Linked DNA regions of Sus scrofa: region 2 is linked to region 1. The links are chromatin contacts, called in public HiChIP or PLAC-seq maps. All regions are on one chromosome and are shown on one strand. The core of a region is the stretch at or near the end of the contact, and the rest is flanking DNA. Distances in the headings are between cores, read along the strand shown. Region 1 overlaps LPP (lipoma-preferred partner). Region 2 has its middle 17 kb from the start of TPRG1.

Region 1 (4,568 bases), core at 2,047-4,546:
ATGAAGTCAGAAACTATGATTGATAAATTATAAAATGTTCCATAGGTACTTTGGTACCCCATAGTCATTGTTTCTACTGTTATCCAAACCAGAAGTCAAATGTCTTCTCATCTGCTGGGAAGTTTTTCTCCCAATTCCACCTCCTAAATCAGGCAGAGCTTAAGCCTCCCTCCATGTATATTAAAATCATTATTAGCAAAAACCTTCCTGAGATTTTTCCCCTTTTCTAAAAATACTATGCCATTTGGATTCAGTATCAAGCAAATTAATGTTTTTTATCTACTTGCTGAGGAGTGAATGGAATTTGAAATGTACCTGGGACGCCAAGACCAATATTTGAAATAACTAATCTTGTGTTCCTAAAAACTAAAAAAAAATGTTGTATATAATCCCCCACAATTAGCATAGTGCTAAGCACCCAGTAGGGGTACAAAAAATACTGCATCAAAACATTGATAACAACACCTTTATTGATAGAAGAAAAGCCATTCTCCATCTTCTTTTTCCTCCTTCAAAACTAAACAGGGAGAAGCAAGCAGCACCCTGCTATTTCTTTGGCTCTTTGATCGTTGCATGGAAATGGGCATTTGTAAATAATGGCAAGGGGAAAATCTGGCTTCTTGAAAAGACAGGACTATTTCCAAGTAAGTTTGAAATTAACTAATACAGAAGCCAACACAAAGTCTTCAGAGCAAATGAGTCCTTTTCCTGTCATCTCTTCATTGTTTGCAACTGTGAGGATGCCCTGTGTTATGGGCACTGGCTCCCAAAGTGGTGTGGCTGGAGTAGACAGTAGTACAGTTCTACAGATCCTCCCAGCACCACTTGCCCTCTTTTCCCAAAGCTCTATCAAAATTTGATACAGACTCTGGTACAAAGGGCAGTGACCTCCCAGGTGACCTTCCTGAACAAGAGCTAGTTTGAGTCAACGTACAGCTCTGAATGAATGGAAAACCCATTTTCAGATTTCAAAAGGGCTGCTAAAGCATTTAGCTCTGTACTAGAGCGATACATAAATGAATATAACAAACTGGATGCCTCTTCTGCAGCTGTTTCAGTAAGGATGCCAAGTTTTCCCATCCTTGCAGCTCCTGGCAGCTTACCCCTTTTCTAATGTATCACACCTTCTTCCATCTTACAAGTATTTTTGCTGCTCTTGCGATTCCCCACCCCAAAACAAAACTCAACCCTTTTAGAATTCTTGTGGGCCTGTGGGATGGATAGGAGATCTGCTTGAATTCGAAATGGTCGTAACTTCGCCTTGTATGTAGAACAAAAGTGGAAAACCAGATTCTGTGTTTGTCTCAAAACTGAAATTCCAAAGCCTAACCTGAAATGAAGAAGCAGATGCTACTGTGCAGTGAAATGTCTGGGTTCCCTTCAAAGGAATGCAGCGAGGAAATTACCTTCAGACGCCTATTTTAGGAGTTTACATTTTAGCTCTTTCTTCTGATTCTTAACATCAGCAATGAGCTAATACTTTAGGAAAGTGCAGTAGATTATAATTCAGTGGACATCAAATAATGTTCAGGAGCAGTCTGTCTTCATTGTTAGTGAGATCTTGTAGGTATCTCAGCTAGTAGCCTCAGGCTCACAGGATGTCAGAACCAAAGAGTGCACTGGAAGTCATGTGGTCAACCCCTTCACTGAATGAATGGGCGACAACAACAACCCAGCAAAGGAAAAACTTAGTCAAGATACCATGACCAAGTTCATGGTTTTCTGTACTGAAATCTAAATTTCATGGCTTCTAATCAGTGCTCTTTCTGTTTTTCTAGTACATCTACTGATGCTTTTTTGTGAATAATAATATAGAATGTGTGTAATCTAACAGAACTATTTGTAAATATAAATAGGCATCCTCGTTTTAATAATTTTCAAGTTCTTCTGAGTGCTACACTAGTTTCTACTGTTATTTTCTCTCTTGAGCTATTTCTTCCTTTATGTCTAAGCAAATGCCAGGGTTTTGTAGTTCCATGGCAGTTGGACAGATGTTGCACTAAAGCTAAAATTTAAGGTAGAATAAGAACTATTCACTTTTTTATCTTAAGAGAAATTCATGTGTGTTTACACACACACACACACACACACACACACACATGAAAGGCAGCTTGGTGGAGTGGAAGTTGTGTAGATTTTGTAATTCTACAGTTTAGAGTTTGTACTGTTTTCTGGCAGCATGACCTTGGGCAAATTTTTTACATTTCTTGGTCTGTTAATTCAAATTTTAAAAAGTGTGGGAGGGGTTAAGTTTCTTCCTTGCAGTATTACTACTGGATTACATATTTGAAAGACCTGACTCCTTGTAAACACTTAATACATGCCAGCTTCTTTCCTAGCCTTGTATGGTCAGCATCTATTTTGTAGGTTGTAGGAAGAAAAGATAATTTTCCATGAAGATAATTGTCTGATAATTATCGTGAGAATTCAGTTGAAGCTAATTTAAGAATTTGTTTTCTTTCTTCTCTAAAGAGTTGCAACACATATGTTATTTCTATATGGGTATAACTTATGAAAGTTTTGCCGTCTCTATTATTCCTGTATGACTTTATTTGATTACTTTGGTTTTAAGATTTCAACAACATTTTTAAAACTATGTACTGAATATCTATAATATGCCTCGCTGTAGAGGCTACAAAGACCCACACAGCAAGGTCTACCTTCTGGGAATTTGTAATAGGAAGGAAAAATATTAATTTGTTTACAAAAGCATAAAAGTTGAATTTGAACAGGGTTGTAATAGAAATATAAAATGGGGTGAGAAAGGGACCTATGCTAACTAGGTGATTAGGAGTACTGTGTAGAGGAGGTGGGAACTGGGTATTAAAGACTGAGTAGATTCTTTGACAGATAATGTTGGTTGGAAAGGAGGAGAAAGATTGAAGAACTTGAGGGGAGATTAGAGGCAGAAAAGTTAAACATGTGGATGGTGAGCATCCAGCCAGTGAGGAAGGAATATAAAAAGACAAAAGTATAAAACAAAGGTAGAAGGATCATTTATGACTGGCTCATGGGGGTCCTGAATGCTGTACTCACCTCTGGGGGTCAACAGGAAAGTTTGTGAGCCATGAAATCCCATGATCAAACCTGTCTTTTAAGCAATTAACTCTGCCAGCCATCAATTTAAAAGCCTACAGAGATTAAATTGTATATATGTATGTATAATCTTTGGCCATCTTATCTGAAAAAGAAGCCTGATGCCCTTGAAGCTTGAAGCAGAGTCAAGGTTTCAAAAGGTTACATAGAGTCTGTGACTTCAACTACACACGCAAAGTCCACAAGGTTTGAGTTATTTTCGCTGTTATGTAATAGGGTTGGTTTTGTTTTTAGCAGAGTCTCCCAAGGAAGTGTGGCAAGCACATTTCTAAAGCCCTCACATTAAACACTGTTAGCAATAAATCATTGCTTCTGTGTTAAAGTTCAAAAATTTTCCCTTGTGAAACTTCTCTACTCTACTCCCCGGTATGTTTTACTCTCCTATAAATTTGTGTGTGCGTGTGTGTGTGTGCAATAGAGTAAAAATCAGAAGAGACTCAAGTTGAAAATTTCAAGTTCTTTTGAGTCAAATGTTTATCACTAAAATAGTGGAAGTTACGAAATATGTTGGAAGTTATCTATCACTAAAATGTCGATAAAATACAAAAGTATGTGTGTATCTTTTTGTTTACAGCTGTCTGAATCTAGGTGCACTAATTGGGATAAAAGATGAAAAGCAGTTCTCAAAAGTTCACGTAGAATATTCTTCCCAAAAAAACCTACTTCGTTCTTTTTTTGTATTTTCATCTCCCCAAGATACCCCACTCCTTAGCATATCCCAACTGAAATTTCCTTCATCTGGTCAGTTTACGTATTAGAAGGTGCTAAACTGAGAAATTGTCTTCTCTGTTTCAGATATATGGAAGCTCAATGAAAAGGATACACATTTTCATTTTCAATGTTTTGAATAATCCTTTTTATTATATATAATTGTATTGTCAACTACAGTAAGCCAGGACCATTTAGCTCAGTGTGCCACTGAAATGCTTCATAAAATTAAAATCTAACAGTTTATAATTTACTTATATTTTTACCTTTGGCTTTTATGAGAACTCGGTTTAAGAAACTTGTGTAAGAAAAGTTATCTTAGTATTTTTTGTGAAAGTGTTGTTGAAGATGTTTTCTACTATGTTATTCTTTAAATGTGCAAGGTAATCTTCTCTAAGAATTCAGTTCTAGATTTCTTTAATATAATTTTTATATTAAATTCCTTCTTTGTCCTGGCCACCAGGAAGCTTAAACCTAAATTTAATGCTGTGCTACAGTAACTATCTTTTTTTAGGTTTCTGTACAGTTCTCTCCTCCATTCTTCTTCGTAGTCTCTGATTTTTTTTTCAGATTTTAATTGCAGCAATCGTAATGGATTTGACTTTTACATGTAATTCAAGTCAAATTCTTTTTTGAACATGTATATTTAAAATAAATGAAGCAAATGGTTGAAAAGAAACACACTTTAAAAACTGGCTCTCAGTTATAGCTAAACATTAGAGTTACCTGGGTGCTTTTAAAATTCTGATACACAGGCAGCAACC
Region 2 (4,522 bases), core at 1,717-4,216, 100 kb after region 1:
TAAGATAATGGATGTGAATTATGTACTTGGGGGTCCGAGAGCTCATTTCCAACCATATTTTGTAACTTATTCACTTACGTCATCTGCCCAAGTGCCTTCCTTTCTGAGCCTCTGTTTCATCATCTGAAAAAGACGCTGCTACTAAAACCAAACCCAACCCAGATAAATGCCACCAGTGAGAAAACCATTGGACTGGACTCTTTCGAAAGTCCTCTCCAGCTAGATCATAGAATGACCTCAATAAAAATTTCCCAGAAAATAGGTTCAATGAAAATGTCGCCCTAAAGTCAAATCAAACACCCACCGGCTTGTGGACAGTCTGAGCACATCTGTGTAGGGAATGACACTGATACATTCATGATTCTAGAGGCTAAACTCCCCTTCACACCTTACCCACCTACAAAGGAAGGGCAGAGGACAGGTCAGCAGACCTCCTGGCCCTGAGCTCTGAGAGTGACCCTGGGCCACCCTGGGCCTGAGTTTCCTTTTCATCAACCAACCAAAGGGCTTGGGCTCCGTGTTCTCTCAGGCAGTTTTCAGTTGCAAAGCCTGTGAGTCTAACTTCTTTGAGTCCCACTTCTTACAAGTGCTGGGCACAGGGAGTCAGGCTGGGCTCCTATGTGCAGGAGACGTGTCTTGTCGGAGCAGATGGAGTGTGTCTATCATGGCAGCGGCGTCACCAGTCTGGTCACTTCAGATGTCTCTCCAATTAACACTCCTGGCGGCAGCCAACTGCTCAGGCAGCAGAACATGCTGGTGGGGAAGATGGCGGGAACTCCTGGGCCCGCTGCCACGCCTATTATCCAAGCTGGGGAGTGGGAGGGTCCGGCCAGACTTAGGGGTGTGTGGGAGGTGGGAGGAGGGGTGGATAAAAATGGGAGGTGGAATGCGTGCGGGGAGATTTCTTTAGCTGTCGAGTCCTAGAAAGTCAGGGATGGAGAATGCTTATCTTGTCACAGCCCTTACTCTCATCTTCGATTTCACTTCCTTCTATACTTCCGTCCTACCTGACCTGGATTGGGACATCTTCCTCTCTTTTTCTTGCTTCCTGAGTGATCTCCCTGCCTTCTATTTCTTTTTCTCTTCAAACTGGGCCCTGTAAGACAGACAGAGGGAGGGTTTTTTTGGTTTTTTTTTTTTTTTTTCTTTTCTTTTTAGGCCCACACTTGCGGCATATGGAAGTTCCCAGGCTAGGGGTGCAATTGGATCTCTAGCCACTGGCCTATATATACCACAGCCACAGCAACTCGGGATCCGAGCCGTGTCTGCGACCTACACCACAGCTCATGGCAACACTGGATTCTTAACCCACTGAGCGAGACCAGGGATCAAATCCACATCCTTGTGGATGATAAGGAGGCCAGGGACTGAACCCACATCCTCTTGGATCCTAGTTGGGTTTGCTAAGCGCTGAGCCATGAAGGGAACTCCAGAGGGAGATTTCTAAAACGCAAATGTGACCATCTTATTCTTCTACATTTCCAGCATTTCCCATTGCCTTCAGGAAAAAACAAAAACAAAAAACAAAGAACAATAAAACATAGTAACTCCAGAATCTGAAATATACAAAGCCTGAGGGCCCTGGAGATCTGATTTGCTTCTTCTCTTGTCTTCTCTGCCCTTCTCACCCCCAGTTTCTTGTCCTTGGTTAATTACTTGAAATTCTCCAAACTCTCCTATTTCCGTGTTCTTCTCTCCGCATCCCGCCCACAGCTTGGTGCTCAGCCTTGAAAATTCAACGTGGCGGTCACTTCTTCTGGGACACACTGTAGGACCAGCCTCTCTGCAGCCACATCACCGCAAGGTGACTGCTACTTGACCATTGAGGTGATTATTTTTCAACATCACACTGCCTCACTACCCTGTGAACTTTCCGAGAGATGGGAACGCATCGCAGCCATTGCCTTTATGGAGGCAGAACTGCCTTTGACATCAGCGACCCTACTGACCTCTGAGTTAATTTCACCCATGTGGCCATTCCTTGGGCTGTGACCTTGGTCAAGGAGAACCACTTCACCTGAAAGCAGGTATGTGGTAAATGTGGGGTGAGTGAGTGTAAGTCCCCTATATTTCACAGAGGAGGAAACAGGCCCAGAAAAAAGAGGTGACCCACTGGAACTCTCACAGAGGGAGGGTCCAGGGACTTCTCCATTCCTGGTCCAAAGCTGATCCCACTAACCCACATGCTCAGAGAGTCCCAAGGCAACCCACCTCTTGTGGGAGAGGGCAGCAGAGGGTCCTCCCTGGGTGGTGTGTGTGCACATAAGGGAGGTCCCCAACTTCAGCTGGGCTTGCCACATCTCCAGGCAATCATGGAATTCCTGGATGTGAGGGCTGGGTATTGAGCGATGAGCAACCGTGCAGTCAGGCTGGCACATGGGAGAGCAAAATCATCTAAAAGAGGAAGCCTGGAGACTTGGCAGCAGTGGGAGGTGTTTAGAGTAAAAAGAAGTGGCCCTTAGCCGCCATCCATACTGACTCAGGTGTGCCTGTTACCTGTGGGTCTTACTGGCCAGGCCGGCGCATAGGGCCACCCAGAGCCTTCGTCCCCCGAGCACATTGAAAATCCCTGTCTGTGTTGTTCTTGGGAGGGAAGGTTTGGCTTGGAGTAGTTTTTCCTGAAAAATCAAAACAACTCCTCAGAGTGGGCCCAGCTTCCAGGGGCCGCCTGAGAGCCGGGCACACTTCCCTTGGCTGGGGTGTGAGTGTACCGGTTTCTGGAGTGGAGGGGGCATCTGAGGGTCACGCAGCGGGGAATCCAAACCTCTGAGCCTGATTTACAGCTCAGGGCCTCCACTCTCCTCCCCACCAGCCCACATAAACCCCCCCAATTTCCTCCTCTGCGCGCCAGCACGCCTCAGAGCTGGGAAATGGGATCTCACCAGTGGCTTTTTCTGGGCTTATGTATGGATTCTTTCCTGAGAGGATGGCAGAGGGGAGCAGAAGTGGTTCTTCAAAATGTGAGCAGGAGAGCGTCATGGTGAGTCAGAGAAGGACAAGCCTGAGACAGCTTGGAGATCAGCCAGCTCAGAGCTCCTATTTGCCTTCTTTCTTTCCTTTTCTACTCTTTATTTCCCCCTTTCCTTTTCCTTTTTTTTTTTTTTTTTCTTGTGGCTTCCACACAAAATCTTATATGGATTGCCAATGGATTAAACTTCAAAATGGAAGTGCTCCAGGCATTCCCTGGCGGGGCAGTGGGTTACAGATCTGGCATTGTCACGGCTGTGGTGAGGGCTGCAGCTGTGGTGCAGGTTCGATCCCTGGCCGGGGAAATTCTGCATACTGTGGGTATGACCAAAAAAAAAAAAAAAAAAGGCAGCATTCCAGGCAATTGTGTGTTAGGAGCTTCTGGCCTCCCCTTCTGAGCTTCCCTCTTCTCTGACCCTTATAGAGACTCATGAGGCCCCTCCTCAGATCACTGGACTTCACAGACAGCAGCTTGGAAACCTCTGCTGTGATCCAACTCCCTTATTTCACACAGGAGGTTACGAAGGCCCAAGGAGGCTATGGAGCTATTAAAGGCCAAACAGGGATTTAGTGATGGAGTTGGGCTCTCCCAGGCCCCCTCCTGGCTTTCCAGCCTCTTTCCAGTAACTTGTACAAGATTCCATGGAGACCTTGTAAAGGCTTAGCCTGGCCCTGGTTTCTGTGGTGCATAAATCTTATTTTCATTAAGGAAAAAAACCAATTAGAACTGAAGAAGCCCTGGGTCAGTAACTCTGGGAAATAAGCACCAAGTCAGCATGGCTTCTTGACCCCTTTGGCTCTGGTACTGGGATTCCTCTGCCTTTATTTAGAACCTGGGTTCAATCTGGCCTTCCTTGGCCTGAGGCCCTTGACACCTCAAGCTCTGGGGCCTGAAATTCTGTGACTATCCCTATCTCTGCCCCAAGCTTGTGTCTTTTCCCCTGCCAAGGGGTTAGGTCCTGCCCATTTCTAGCCCCAGAGATCCCTTTTATGGCCCCACTTATGGAGGCCAAGCCAGGACCCCGGCCTGCCCTGGCTGTGTCCAGCTGCCCTTTCAGAAGGCCAGCATCAGAATAAGATCCCTGACAGCCTGCTGTTCCGGGGCAGGGAAACCAAGCCGCTTCCTTCCTGAAGGCCTGGAGTCTGAAGGCACAAGAAGCTGAAGCATTAGCATTTTGCCTGTTCTCTTCCACACCCTTCCTCCTCCACAGCAACCCTAAACTGGCCCTTCATATCCTCAGCCTCCTGGACCCCTCCCAGTAGTGCCTAGGCCCAGGCCTGAGGGCTTTTCTGCAGCCCAGGAACAGAGTCAGGCTGGCCTCTAGGCCTAAGGCTTCTACAGCCACAGACCAACTCCACCAAACCCTGACCGGGAAGCCCCAGGCCATGGTTGAGGGGTTGTGAGCTGTAAGACTTCCGGAGGCCCACGTGAGAGCTGGAGAGCTCAGGGGCTGCCCTGAAGCTTAGCTGTAAAAGGTGGAGCTACCAGGAGGGGCAGGGGCAGAACTGTGGGTTAGGCCTGTGGGAGCACCACACCCACTACCAGCAGAGGAGT

Evidence for each region. HiChIP or PLAC-seq counts read pairs in DNA pulled down with a chosen protein or histone mark.
Region 2: a contact with region 1 is called in an H3K27ac HiChIP or PLAC-seq map of alveolar macrophages. The contact joins two enhancer-like sites. A contact is called at or near these places in 3 of 47 Hi-C or Micro-C datasets (alveolar macrophages, embryonic fibroblasts and fetal skeletal muscle) and 2 of 2 datasets of contacts at active chromatin or transcription factors (alveolar macrophages and skeletal muscle).

What each region holds. Positions count from the first base shown.
Region 1 is chr13:126,407,490-126,412,057 of Sscrofa11.1, forward strand. The region is part of intron 8 of LPP (lipoma-preferred partner); the gene reads left to right. Among named protein-coding and RNA genes, the nearest start is that of TPRG1, 120 kb to the right of the region's middle. Within about 2 kb of position 3,297, at least 11 of the 83 cell types and tissues checked have an H3K27ac peak or open chromatin away from gene starts, as enhancers often do. A contact at or near this core is called in alveolar macrophages, where this site is marked.
Region 2 is chr13:126,510,300-126,514,821 of Sscrofa11.1, forward strand. No RefSeq gene overlaps it. Among named protein-coding and RNA genes, the nearest start is that of TPRG1, 17 kb to the right of the region's middle. Within about 2 kb of position 2,967, at least 14 of the 83 cell types and tissues checked have an H3K27ac peak or open chromatin away from gene starts, as enhancers often do. A contact at or near this core is called in alveolar macrophages, where this site is marked.